Regions from separate parts of the Sus scrofa genome. Here region 2 is linked to region 1. A link is a contact called in public Hi-C data. All regions are on one chromosome and are shown on one strand. Each heading gives the region's core, a stretch centred on a gene start, on an enhancer-like site or on the middle of the called end of the contact. The rest is flanking DNA. Distances are from core to core; before and after follow the strand shown.

The links. Hi-C and Micro-C count contacts between places; a contact is called where the count stands out from the background.
Region 2: a contact with region 1 is called in a Hi-C map of skeletal muscle, with 5 times the contacts expected there. The contact joins the promoter of SYNJ2 here to the enhancer-like site in region 1. A contact is called at or near these places in 8 of 47 Hi-C or Micro-C datasets (blood, embryonic fibroblasts, liver and 3 more) and 1 of 2 datasets of contacts at active chromatin or transcription factors (skeletal muscle).

What each region holds. Positions count from the first base shown.
Region 1 is chr1:9,057,629-9,064,088 of Sscrofa11.1, reverse strand. It overlaps SYNJ2 (synaptojanin-2), which reads left to right. Exons shown (of 28, transcript XM_021086423.1): 5 at 3,496-3,579. Among named protein-coding and RNA genes, the nearest start is that of SYNJ2, 48 kb to the left of the region's middle. Within about 2 kb of position 4,193, at least 5 of the 83 cell types and tissues checked have an H3K27ac peak or open chromatin away from gene starts, as enhancers often do. A contact at or near this core is called in skeletal muscle, where this site is marked.
Region 2 is chr1:9,106,273-9,112,732 of Sscrofa11.1, reverse strand. It overlaps SYNJ2 (synaptojanin-2), which reads left to right and starts at 3,683. Exons shown (of 28, transcript XM_021086423.1): 1 at 3,683-3,933. The coding sequence starts at 3,807. LOC110259909 (a long non-coding RNA gene) reads right to left here and starts at 3,297. Exons shown (of 2, transcript XR_002342370.1): 1 at 2,873-3,297; 2 at 2,232-2,761.

The sequences.
Region 1 (6,460 bases), core at 2,944-5,443:
GCAGATGCTTGAAGGTGGCCGACGGACTACTGTGCCTCCATCACTGAGACAAGATGGGACGAGATGGAGCAGGCTGGACCCCTGATCTGGGGACTTTCAGTAGGCACCTGGGCTTCTCCCGAGCCACATTCTCCGGGAACCAGAAAAGGAAGTTGCTTTCAAACCACCCCCTCCTGCTTCACTTTTCTTTTCTTTTCTTTTTTCTTTTTTTTTTTTAGCAATGATACACACTGCCTTGCTTTTAGGTTTTCCCTAAGCAGGTAGAACAGTCTAGCTCTTCCCACGCAGGCTGTGTGTGCTTCTGTGTGTGTGTGCGCACGCATAGGAGTGTTCTGTGTGTGTGTGAATGCAGGCATGGGTGTGTGGTGTATGTGATTGCACAGACAGATGTGTTGTGTGTGCACTTGTGTGTATGTGTGTGCGCAGGTGCAGATGGCCTCTCGGTCTCCCTGGGGGGACGTCGAGTCTTCAGCTCTGCTGGGAGCCCGTCCTGGGTGGCTCGCTCTGCGGCTGTGACTCACGGCACAGACAGTCCCACTGTCCCCCCCACTCCACCCCCCATCGCCCGCCCAAAGAAAACAAAGGAGGATAGATAAATACTGGCTACTGAAGATAAGGCCAGTGATTAATCCAGGGAGGCCGGGACGACCCCGAGAGCCCTTCCAGGGATGCAGACTTGGGGGAATTGCTTTGCCAACACCTCATCGGGGACAGACCTTCCGTAAAAAGCCGTTTAGAGAGAAGTAGTGTCTGTACCCAGCCATTGTCTTCCTGCTTCTTCCTTCCCCTCTCAAGTTGTTGGGTTGCTGCTGCTCCCAACCCTGTGTGGGAGGGGGCACTTGGGTGCAAGGGCAGGAGTCCCAGGCCCAGCCTCCAGCCATACCCCAAGGTGGCTCCCCCTTCCTGCAGCCCCTCCTGCTCTGCCCTCCATCTCTGTCTGACCCCCTCTCCTTCCCTGGTGCCTGGTCCCTGGTCCCGTGTCCTGAGCCCTGCCCACCCCTCTCTGTCCCCTGGGGGGCCCTGTCCACTCTCACGGGACGGCATGCTCCTGGACTGAAGGGGAGGGGGTGACTGCCGTGGACTTCGGTCATGCTCCCTCCTGTGCTGCCCTTGGCACTTGCCCCCTGTGACCGGGTGACACTAACTCCGTTGAAAGAGGGAAACTGAGGCTGGAGGTGGTCGAGGAACCAGGGTCGTCGTTGAGCAGATGGGTTTGGGCAGAGTGGAGGTTGGTGGTGCCCCACGCACTGCCCTGCATCCACTCCCCATCCTGCCCCCCGACCCCAGGGGCCCCAGAGACCCTCTGCTAAAATTACCTCTGAGAGTGAGGCTTTGACTCTCCCACTAGTGTCAAAACCTGAGTTCTGAAGTTCCCGTCGTGGCTCAGGGAGTTAAGAACCCAACTAGTATCCACGAGGTTGCGGGTTCAATCCCTGGCCTCACTCAGTGGGTTGAGGATCTGGCGTCGCCATGATCTTTGGTGTAGGTCGCAGACGCAAGCTTGGATCTGGCTGTGGCTGTGGCTGTGGTGTAGGCTGGCAGCTGTAGCTCCGGTGTAGGCTGGCAGCTGTAGCTCCAATTGGACCCCTAGCTTGGCAACCTCAATATGCTGCAGGTTCAGCCCTAAAAAAATGAACAAAGCTGAGTTCTTTGGCCCAGTAGGGAAAGCGCTGTGTGATGCCTTAGGAACAAGGAGGTTCCTAATGATAGGACGGCGGATAGAACTGGGGTAGGAAGAGTGGAGAAACTGGGCAACATCTTTTCTCCCTGCCCTAGGGGTAGGGTCTGGAGCGCCTGGACTGCCCATCAGTATTTTCTGAAGCTGGTTCAGTGCAATTTCCAGCTCAAGAAGGACACGGTCTAATGCTGGAAGTAGTACTTTCAGCACATGTTACAGTAAAGGCTAGTACTGCTTGAGCTTAAATCAGCTCCTGGGCGCTGTTAAGAGGCGTCTTTTTTTTTTTTTCCTCGTTTGCAGCTGCACCTGCAGCACATGGAAGTTCCTGGGACCAGGGGTCAAATCAGAGCTGCAGCTGCAGCCTACGCCACAGCCATGGCATCTTGGGATCCGAGCTACATCCATGACTTTTACAACACTTCGCAGTAATGCCAGATCCTTAACCCACTGAGTGAGGCTAGAGGTTCGATCTAGATTCATCCCCACAGAGACAATGTCATGTCCTTAACCCACTGAGACACAGTGGGAACTCCATAAAGATACTGGCTGAACTGGTTATCTCTCAACCATCTGGATGTGTGTATGTCACACCGGCAGCTAGGTTTATGCATATAATCTCGTTGTTGCCAACAAACAACCTGCTACTGTCTTTCTCTTTTGTCAATAGAATCATAGAGGGTAACAAATTGGCTTATAGTCAATACCTAGAAATAGAAGAATTCTTAACCCTGGTGTGTTTTTCCTTTGAGGCTGAAGGCTAGCGGGTCAGCCCAACGTAACTACCAGGCTCGTGTAATTCCTGCCGTCCAGGGAAGCTTCGGGTCTAACGTTCAGGTTCCCACTGCGGAATTACTAATGCATGTGTGATCTGAGGGTGATGAGCCGCATGGAAAGCTACCCTGTAAGGGAGCAGGCCAGTACGAGATGGAAAGGGCCGGCAGCATCGGCCTGGCCGGCCCTGCCAGGCCAGGGTAGAGTTACTCAGATAAAGGGCAGCATCTGATAACTGCCACAGCCTCCCCTCGTGATGCTCAGCATGGTACTTTTTGTCCTTTTAGAATTCTCTGGTGCTGCAGCATCCGTGGGGGCCTGCAGGCAGGTGAGGAGCTGGTCCGCCCTGAAGAGCTGAGCGTGGGGCGGGGAGGAGACGCATTCTTTAGTTGAAGCCTCGTCTGTGTCTGTGCAGGTGCAGTCACACTGGAAGCTCGTGGAAGCTGTGTGTGTGTGTGTGTGTGTGTGTGTGTGTGTGTGTGTGTGTGTGTGTGGACTCCGTGGCACGTTTAAGAACACGGTGGTGTCGGGCCAGGACAAACTCCAAGGTCAGGTCGAGTCTTGACTTGCACTGTCAAGTGCAGGACCAACTAGTACAGTCAACCGCGGCCTCAGGCTGCAGCCAGTTTCTTCCATTTCATTCGGTCCGTTTCCAGTCCCTCTCTGATACTTTGCCAGGTACAGGGTGAAAGCTGGGCTCTCAGGAAGGTCTCAGTCAAATCCCAGAGCCTGTTTGCTTCTATTCCCGAAAGTGGGTCAGGGCACCGCTGGGCTTTGCCGGGAGGTCAGTGGGGTCGTGGGAATGCCTGGCTGGCTGCGGCCGATCCTCGGAGGCTGGTGGGCAGCCAGCAAGCCTGTGAGCGCTGGGCCGGCTTGTGGGTCGGGGGGCAGCTTGCCCAGGCCGGGAGCGGGGCCGCGGTGCTCCGGGCCGCTGCCGTCCTTGGCTGTGGCTGGTGTCGGTCTCAGGCAGCCGGATCCTGTTACCCGGCTCCAGCACATTCAGTTTCATTGAAGAAGCCTTTCTCCTCTGTCTCCTTGTGGTGCAGACGATTTACATGGATGATGGAGTGTCATCTTTTGTCCAGATCAGAGGCTCCGTCCCGCTGTTTTGGGAGCAGCCAGGGCTTCAGGTAGGTAATGAAACACGTCCATGTGTATTCTGCTTCCCCTGCTTTTCTCTTCCAGACGGCTCTGGGTCCTGTCTTTTAACCATGCTTCTTTCATGGCACAGTTGCTGGTCTTTTTTCCCTGAACTATCCCAGTGTGTGTGGATTGAGCTGAACTATCACAGTGTGTGTGTGCGCGCGCACACACGTGTGTATGTGTGTAGTGTTGTGCACAGACACATATACATTGTGTGTGATTTTCTGATCGCGAGCTCACTGTTGACGCGGGCGGAGTGGGAAGGGCTTTGTCTCTGCGGGTAAATGGATCATAGCGTGTGATTGGGTGCGGTTACCTTCCGTTAGACCCACGTTCGTGTATTGAGAATGTGACCAAAGATATCTTTTGAGAGTTGTGCCCACCCGCCCCTGGCAAGCTCTGCAAGGTTCAGGGGGCCCTGGGGACCATGCAGCAGGGCTGGCATTTAGAGGTGCCTGTTGCGGGGCCCACGTGAGAATTGCACAGAGCTTTCCTGTGATTTCTAAAAATACCCCTTGCCATCCGAAACAGAGCTCTGAGTGGTGCCAGAGGTATTTGGCATCTGTGTCCCAGGAAGAGCTCAGGGTGTGGGTCCAAGAACACATTTGTCGGCAATGGAACAGCCGCCCCATTCAGTGGGTTCCTACCCGGGAGCTTCATGGCCGAGTGGACCTGGGACCCGGGTCTTCCTCCCTGGCCCGAGGGAACATTGGTGCGCTCAGAAGACCCCTGTGCCCGGGCCCCTGTCACTTGGGCTCTTCTTCCCGAGGGCTGTGTGTGGCGGCGGCTGGGTCTTCAGCCAGGGGCCGAGGAAGCTCAGGGACGCCTGCCAGCGTCTCGGGACTGTGACACTCTGGGTCTCACCCGCCCTTGACTTGACCCAGCCTCAGCCGTGGGCACTTTGTCCTTATGGCTGGCATCGTGCTGCAGCTGGCAGCCGTGGAAAGGAACCGTGTCCACCCTTGGGTGAGGCCAATGGAGGAGTGTCTCACTGGGGCCCTGAGTTCTGTGGACAAAAGCGTTACTAACACTCAGCTTTCCAAGAGAAAGGAACCCCTGAGACGCATGAGGCAGCTGGAGGCGTTAAGGGGCAGCACAGAGAAGGGCAGCTGAGGACGCAGAATTCCTCCGCAGTGCATCCGCAGAGAGCGTGGTCTTCAAACAGTGCATGAGGTGTCATTTACCTACACAAGCCTCACCCCACTGAAAGTGCGCGGTTCACGTTTAGTGGGTTTACGGAATTGTGTACCCACCACCGTAGTCTAACTTTAGAGCACTTTCAGCACCACCAAGAAAACCCTGTGCCCATCAGTGGTCACTCTCCCTGGGGCCTGGGCAACTGTTTGTCTACTTTCTGTCTCTATAATTTGCCTATCCTGGACATGCTAAAAGGGGTTTTAAACCTTGATTTTCTTTAGATTTGGAGTTTTCCTTCAATTTGTAAAACCCCCCAAAAAACCCTGAACTGGGGGATGGTCATGATCGAGTCTTAGAATTTGGGCTGGGGGGGCTTTGAAATTCATCTGTTTCACCCGCTCACCCAGTTGGGGGTCTTGCTTCCAGGTTCGAGGCCATGATTGCGATGGCGCCCTTATTCTTGCTGCTGCTGCTGTTGTTGTCAGCTAGTTTCTCCTTGCCTTGCGAGTCTCTACAGAGTGTGCCGGGCACACGCCAGAGCCTGAGTTCTCAGGCCTTCACGTACCTGCATGGCTCCCCCTTTCTCCCTTTCGTCGTCTTCCAGCCCTTGGGCCATCTCCGTCAGATTTCCAGGACTCCCCTTGCTTTGTTCTCCCTCTTCTAAAGTCAGAACGAAACCTATCGTTCCCCTCTAGTTTTGGTCTCCAGCTCGACCCCCCAGTGCTCTAGACGCAGCCTGACCATGCCCTGGAAGAGCTGTCCCTGGTCTGACCCACTGTCCCGCATCCGTGGACCTTGGGTGACTTGCTTTTCTGCAGCTTGAGCACCTTTTAGTTTCAGGACCCTGGTGCTCCCCCAGAAACTCCCCCGGAGACCCCCCCCCCAGAGACGCCATGGTTTCTTCAAAATAAGTTTCAAAGGCTTTGGTGTTCATGCCTCTTAAGGACTTGCTAAGCTCTGGGCCTCATAGCCGTGCTGATTCTCTAAATGCTGTCTGTCATCAAAGAGAAGTGAGGTCATCTTCGGGGGGGCCAGGAGGGCAGCTGTCAGTCACCCCACCCAAACTATCAATAGCAAGCCTGATGATGACGATTCTGGTTGTCTTTTTGCATTTTGCAAAATTCCCCCTCCTTCTTCACTTAGGTTAGAGAAAAAGTGCAAAGATTTGGGGGCGAGTAGCTTGTGCTTGCTTTTTAAGTTGCAGTATTACGCTTGTCTCTTACCCCCCCCACCCCCCTTCCCCGGGAATGGATGAGCCGTGGTGGGGGAGGGGGTGGGGGAGCAGAGAAAACCGAGGAAGGATGATTGGTCTGCACGTTTTCATGGTACCTTTTGTTACAAATGCCGGGATCCTGACTGCATTTCTAGCAACCATGTACCTTTAGTAATTCATCTTTAGCACGTGAATAGTTGTGCAGTTTATAAATAGCCATGCTGAAATTTTACTCTTAGAGCTAATTGCTCTTGTACATTTAGCTATAGAGGTTTTGTTTTTTGCTTTTTAAGCCTGCACGCTCGGCACGTGGAAGTTCCCAGGCTAGGGGTCGAACTACAGAAATGGAGCTACAGCTGCCGGCCTGCACCACAATCACAGCAACGCAGGATCTGAGCCATGTCTGTGACCTACACTGCAGCTCACGGCAGTGCCGGACCCTCACCCCACTTCTCAAGGCCGGGGATCGAACCCGAATCCCCATGGATACTAGTCGGATTCATTTCCACTGCACCAGA
Region 2 (6,460 bases), core at 2,434-4,933, 49 kb before region 1:
AGAAGTGGCTCAGATCTGGTGTTGCTGTGGCTGTGGCAGAGCCTGCAGCTACAGCTCTGATTTGACCCCTAGCCTGGGAACCTCCATATGCCATGGGTGTGGTCCTGAAAAGCAAAAAAATAAATAACTTTTTTAAAAAGGAGCTATTTGCACCCCCTCCCACGTCCCCAAATGGCCCTCATAAGGGGCAGCTGTGACTCCACGTGGTGAAACTGCAAGGACCAGTTCTCATCCTGCTAGACCTGCAGCAGCCTTTGCTGTTGCTGACCACCACCTGCTCCTGGGGCTGCCTCCTTCCCTTGGGTTCCAGGACCTGGCAACTGCTGGCTGTCCCTTCCTCATGGGACCCCCTCCTCCCCCTCAGTGCCCCAGGTGGGAGTGTCTCTGGGGTCAGCCCTCGCCTCTCTTTCAGACCAGCACTCAGCCCTTGGTGAACTCATTCATCCAGCCAAGGTGCAAAACACCACTAGGCTGCTGACAGCCTCCACAGGTACCTCTCTGCCCAGACCTCGCCCTTGGACTCCAGACTTGTGTATCTCACCCCACTCAGCGCCTCCACCTGGATTTTTAACAGGTATCTGATAATGGACATGTCCCGGACCACCCACCTGCCCAGCCACCTGGTCCTTCCACAGCTGTCCTTATCTCAGATGGCGATTCCAACCCTCCAGAAGCTCTGGCCAAAGTCACGGCATCATCTAAACTCCTACATTTTCCCTGTAGTCCACATCTGCTCAAATGACAGATCCCACTGGCTCACGTTAAAGACCTATCGGGAGCCCGATCGTGTCTCTCCACCCTGAGCCCATCTCCCGTGTCCATGTACCACCAGCATCCCCAGGTGTCACAGTCCCTTCCTCTCTGATCTCACTGCCCCCTCAAGTTTCAACTCAGCAGCTAGAATGATCCAGTGAAAACATCATCTGAGCACCTCGCCACTCTGTTCTCTCACTCAGAAAAGCCAAAGTCCTGGCAGTAGCCCCATCAGATGCGTCCACTGGCCCTCCCAGGTTCCACTCGTGGTTTAGGTATGAGAGCTGACCTTTTTCTCGAATGTCTCAAGATCTGTTACTTTCTCCATCTGCTAGGTGTACCAGTGTCCAGGTGACCCTCAACCTATCAAAACAGTATGTATGTAAAGACTCTGCTTCCTCTGCTGCCCTGTTGACCGTTTCACTCCAAACCAGAGGGCAGCCACCTGACAACCCAGCAGGCACTGACTCATTCAGCCAATTCTCAGAGGTAGGGGACAGCCTTTATGGTTCATTGGGGTTTAAGATGCACCTTATAATATTGCTGAACTCAGGGCATAGCTAACAATTTAATTAAATAGTTTAATTGGCAGCATTTTTTTTCTTTCTCAGTGGTACATAAAAGAGTGGTTCATCTTCAGCTGACTGTGTCTTAGTAAAGTAAGCTTAGTAAAGTAAGCTGTAAAACTCAAATGCTGATGCGGATTGTAGGAAAATTTCTTTTTTCTTATTTTGTCTTTTTAGGGCCACACCTGCAGCATATGGAAGTTTCCAGGCCAGGGGTAGAATTGGAGCTACAGCTGCTGGCCTATGCCACAGCCATAGCAACACCAGATCTGAGCCACATCTGCAATCTACACCGCAGCTCTCGGCAACACCGGATCCTTTGACCCACCGGATCCTTTGACCCAGGGATCAAACCCTCATCTCCATGGATACTAGTTGGGTTCTTAACCAGCTGACCTACATGGGAACTCCTGTAGGAAAATTTCTAAAAAATGTTCAGCATGCCACTGTGCAGAGCTGTAAATTATGTGGTGTCAGGGAAGGCAAGAAAGAGGAAGAGAGAGAAAATTCTACAAGACTTGGTCTCTTCCATAAAATCATCCTACCTGACGGGTAACACAGGGCTAAGAGAAAAGAAGTATAAAAGCATGTCCCAAGCAACACATGGGCAGGTGTGAGCAGAAGTGGCCATCTGTGAACCTGGGGGGACAAAACACTGTCGTCCGGAACCTCAGCATTCCAGGAAGGCTTCCTGGACAAAGTGAGCTTCCAGTTTAAAAGGAAAGGAAAAGTGGCCAAAGGCTACTGTGCCTCATTTAATGCGCACATTGTTCTCAGGAGAAAATAACGTCTCCCTTCTACAGAGACAGAAACCGTCTGGGTTGCTGGATGAGCATCATACCTGGGATGTTTGCCACGTAACTGAGTTTGTGAGAAGGGGGCAGAAGGCTCAGGAATGATTCGAATCTCTACCACTGTTTGCAGTTCCTTTATTCCTGAATCACCACCTGGGAGGGTGTCCACAGAGGATGGAAGGTCTGGTCATTCCTGGTTGTTCCTGGTCTTTCCTGAATGTCTGCAAGCGCTCCACTGTCCTGCTTGACATCGGGGGCTCTGCTCCTTCTGGAACACGCCCCGGACAAATGGCTTGAGCCATAGTCTCTGTGTGAGCAGAATGGGGTGCGAGAGGAGCCAGCTGGGTTTGGGACCAGATGGGAACACCCTGATGGAGGTGCCTGGGGCTATCCATGCACAGCCATTACAGGAGAAGGAAATGAACCCCCAACCCCCCCAAAGGGCGGTTCCAGGGAGACCTTCTCCCCTCCCCTCTCTCCCCTCCAGACCAGTTCTGACATCTCCTTAGAGCCCAGTGCCCAGAGGGGCCCTGCTTTCTGTTACTGAGCTGGGCCATCATCGGGGATGGGCCACACAGTGCGGTGCAGGAGGCGTGGATGTGTGCTGGTGTCCGTCCGCCGTGAAAACACACTGGCTTCTTGCAGCACCTGCCGGGAAGTCGAGGAGTGTGCGTACTCGCCAGAGTGGGAGAGACTGCAAACTGGAGGGAAAGGGCACAGGCAGGAGAAGAAGAGCCCCCCTCACTCCCACACTCGCACCTGCCAGCATCTCACCGGTGCCCCTGCCTGTTCCTTCTAGAGCGTTCAGCGCCTCTGGCTCCGCGCCCCTCCTGCAAGCGTGTGGAGCAGGTGAGGAAAGCTGCCTCAGCGAAGTCAAGACCACATGGTAGGCGGCAGGTCTAGAGACCATGGTCTGGGTCCTTTGATCCCCCCCCCACACTCTACCCGGGGCGGACAGCGGACCGCTGTACCCTCGGTACCACAAGCTAGGAAAAGGCAACCTTTAGCGAACACGGCCCACTCGCCAGGATTCATCAAGCCCTTTAGGCAAGTTAACTCCATCCTCGCCGCAACCTCACGAGGGCAGATGAAGTAGGTACGCTTACTAATCCCGCTTTACCCGTAGGGCAACCGAGGCACAGACGTGACTCGCCCAGGGTCGCGGGCGGGGACGAGAGGGGGAGGCGCAGCGCCCTGGGAGGGACTGGGGGGGACTGGGGGGATTGGGGGGGCCTGCGGAGGGCCGGGCCCTGCGGCTTCCAGCCCCGAAGCGCCGGGCAGGCCCGGGCTGCCCATATAAGGCCGCGGGCGTCCAGGAACGTTTCAGGCGCACTAGGGCGCCCCGCGGCCTGCAGCCTCCTCCGCGCCGAGGAATGTGTGGAATCTTCCTCCCCGGCTGCCGCCCTCCGCCGGGAGGACCTCCCCTCCGCCGGGGCCGCGATCAGCCCCGGAGCCAGCCCGGGGGCCGCCCGCCGCCTGGCCGCTGGGGGGAGCGCGGCGCCTCGGCGGAGCCGCGGGAGGCGGGGAGGCGGCCGCGCGCCCTCACCTGCCCGGGGCGGCGCGCGCGGCCGCAGAGGAGGCGGCCCGGCCGAGGCCGCGGAGGAAGGAGGCCGGGAGGAGCCTGCGCCCGGCCCGCGGCGCGGCCGCCCAGGGAGCCTCGTGGAAGTGGCGGGAGCGCGGCGAGCCCGCGCCCATGGCTCTGAGCAAAGGGCTGCGGCTGCTCGGGCGGCTGGAGGCCTCGGGGGAGAGCAGCGTCCTGCTGGAGGCGCGCGGCCGCGGGGACTGCCTGCTCTTCGAGGCCGGCACGGTGGCCACGCTCGGTGAGTGCGACAGGCGGCGCCGCCCGGGGTTCGCGGCCGGGGCCGCCGCGGCGGGGCCGGGCCCGGGGCCGCGCCCGGGTCCCCTGCCCCGGGAGGATGCCCGGAGGCGAGGGCGCCTGCCTTTGCCCAGACGTAGACGGGCACCTCCCTTCCCCGAGGTGACCAGTCCCGGGCGGCGCGAAGGCGGCCGAGGCGTCGGGTCGCACGCGCGGGGCGGCGGGTGGCCTGTTTGAATGAAGTGACGCCGGGGACGCCAGAGAGCGCGTCTGGCTGCGGCCGGGCGCGCAGGCGGCCCGCGGCCCCTCCTCGGGTCTGCCCGCTGCGCGCCTGCCTGGCGGAGGGTCTGTTCCCGGAGAGCCGCCTCCGGCCTCTTGGGCCCCGCGCTCCATCCGAGGGGGCGACTGGGGCGCTGGCCCGACCAAGCGCCTGGCGCTGTTTTTCTTTTGCACTTGTTGATGAAACCAGTGAGTGCCTGTTGCTTTGTGAAGGTCGGCTTCACTCCCCGGAGGGGATGGGGAGGAAAGCCCCGGGACACGGCATCTTTGTTTCATATGAATACTTGGCTGAGTAGCGTCATTACCGCAAAGTATAGAACTTGGAGGCAAATATACTACGTGGTGATCCTGTGCTGTGGATATTTGACGTTAAGCAGGTGTCCAGCCAGTATACTTCATCTCTGTGCTCCAGCGAGTCTTGACACTGATATTGTGTCAAGGGCTTTAGAGACTATCTCATTTAATTTTCACAGTTCTCCACAAGGGCTGTTATATCTGCATATTACAGAGGAGGAAACAGGTCCGAAGAAGCTAAGAAACTTGCTTGCCCCAGGTGACACAGCTCCACCAGAGTTCCATGTGGCAATTTCTGTATTGTCCCTGCAGTGCTTGACTTCCTGGAATCACCACTGCTGGGTCCCTTGTTTACTGGCTAACATTCACGAGGAAGGGCTGGTGATACCAAAGTGAGCAAAACCAAGTGGGGTTGTTAGAACTTCAAACTGAACGCCAGGGAGTCGGCTCACAGCTGGTGTCCAGCTGTACCATCTTCCCTGGTTCGCAGCTGAACAAAGCACAGAGGAGGGTCTGGGTGTTTGACCAGTGCCCTCAGCCCCACAATGCTTTATAACTGAATCTAGTCCTTTTTTTTTTTTTTTTTCCTTTCACCCTGTGCACATCAATTCTTCAATTAGATTCTTCAGTACACATCTTGGAAGGACCGAGACGTCCTTCTCTTTCCTCTTCTATTTCAGCTTCGCTAATCATTTCATGAGCATATAGTTATCTGGCTCATTTGCAGTCAGTTGGTTACTAAAACAGCTTCACCAATCTTGTCACACCATAAATGTACAACAAATCATGGTTGAAATTATTATCAGATTATTCCAATTTGTGCTCTCTCCCGAAAAGCCCAAGTTTGGTTATGTGCTAAGGTCTCCAAAGAAAATCACAGAAATTTCCATTCCGTTTGAGATGTCTCCTTCATACCACGTTTATCAGAGCTGAGAGATTAATTGCATGGTACAAAACTACTGCTTCATCAAAGGGGTTAAAATATCCTTTGGTTGAATTACAGCAACCTTACGTAAGGTTCATATATATTTAAGAGTGCCTTTGAAGCCGTTGGGATAAAAAAGTTTATCTTCCTCAAAAGTGAAGATCTTTCAGTGATTAACAAATGTAATAAAGTGCTTATTTTCCGTTTGGAAATTAGGTTTGGGTTGAAGTCATGTATATAGTGTGTTGGTGAGTACAAGGTACCGAGATGCTTTAGAAGGCAGCTGTGGAAGGACGAGGTGCTGGTGCTGGTCCCGAGAAGGATTGGAAGAGCCTTCTGTTACTGGAAGGTTGTTGTCTCAGACTTTTCGAGTTTCCTGAACATGTCGTAATTGGACAGACTGGCTCTGAACTTGAAATTCCCATCTGTGTTCCAAAGGTCTGGCTCTTTGCTTTCCTTTCCTGGGTAAGGTTAAGAGTGCTTTCATTTTTCTTTTCTTTTCTTTTTTTTCCCAGAAGGTCGCAGTCTCTGCTGTTGTGTAGGACAGGACACCTGGGGCAGCTGGCAGAGCTGGTAGTGGAATTCTGCCCATTCCATGAGGTTCTAGGTTGGGTGCAGCTTCCTTTCCACGTCAGCTGTGGTTTCCTGTGATAGGTCTCCCAGGTGAGGGATGAGAGGCCAAACAGACTTAGGTCAAGGGTTTATTCCTACGAGGGTCGTGGTTTTTCCCTGGCCGCCGAGTGGTCCTAAGATTCTGTGCAGCTCTGTGGCGGATGCGTGCTACTGCTTTCATGGGGCCCTGCAGGGGAGCTCGGTGGGCCCGACAAGCATTAGCACAGCTCTCCAAGGCACATTTGAACTCGTAAGGATCATACCTTGAAAAGGCTTCACACTGAAAGGGGTTCATCGTTGTTCTGTGATTTCAGGCAGAGCTGAGACAGGCTTGAATGGGGTTGTGAGTTTAAGGAGAAACTCTTGCTCCTTGCTTGGTCGATTGCTAGGTTAGCCCTTCTCTTTTTTTTTTAAGACACAG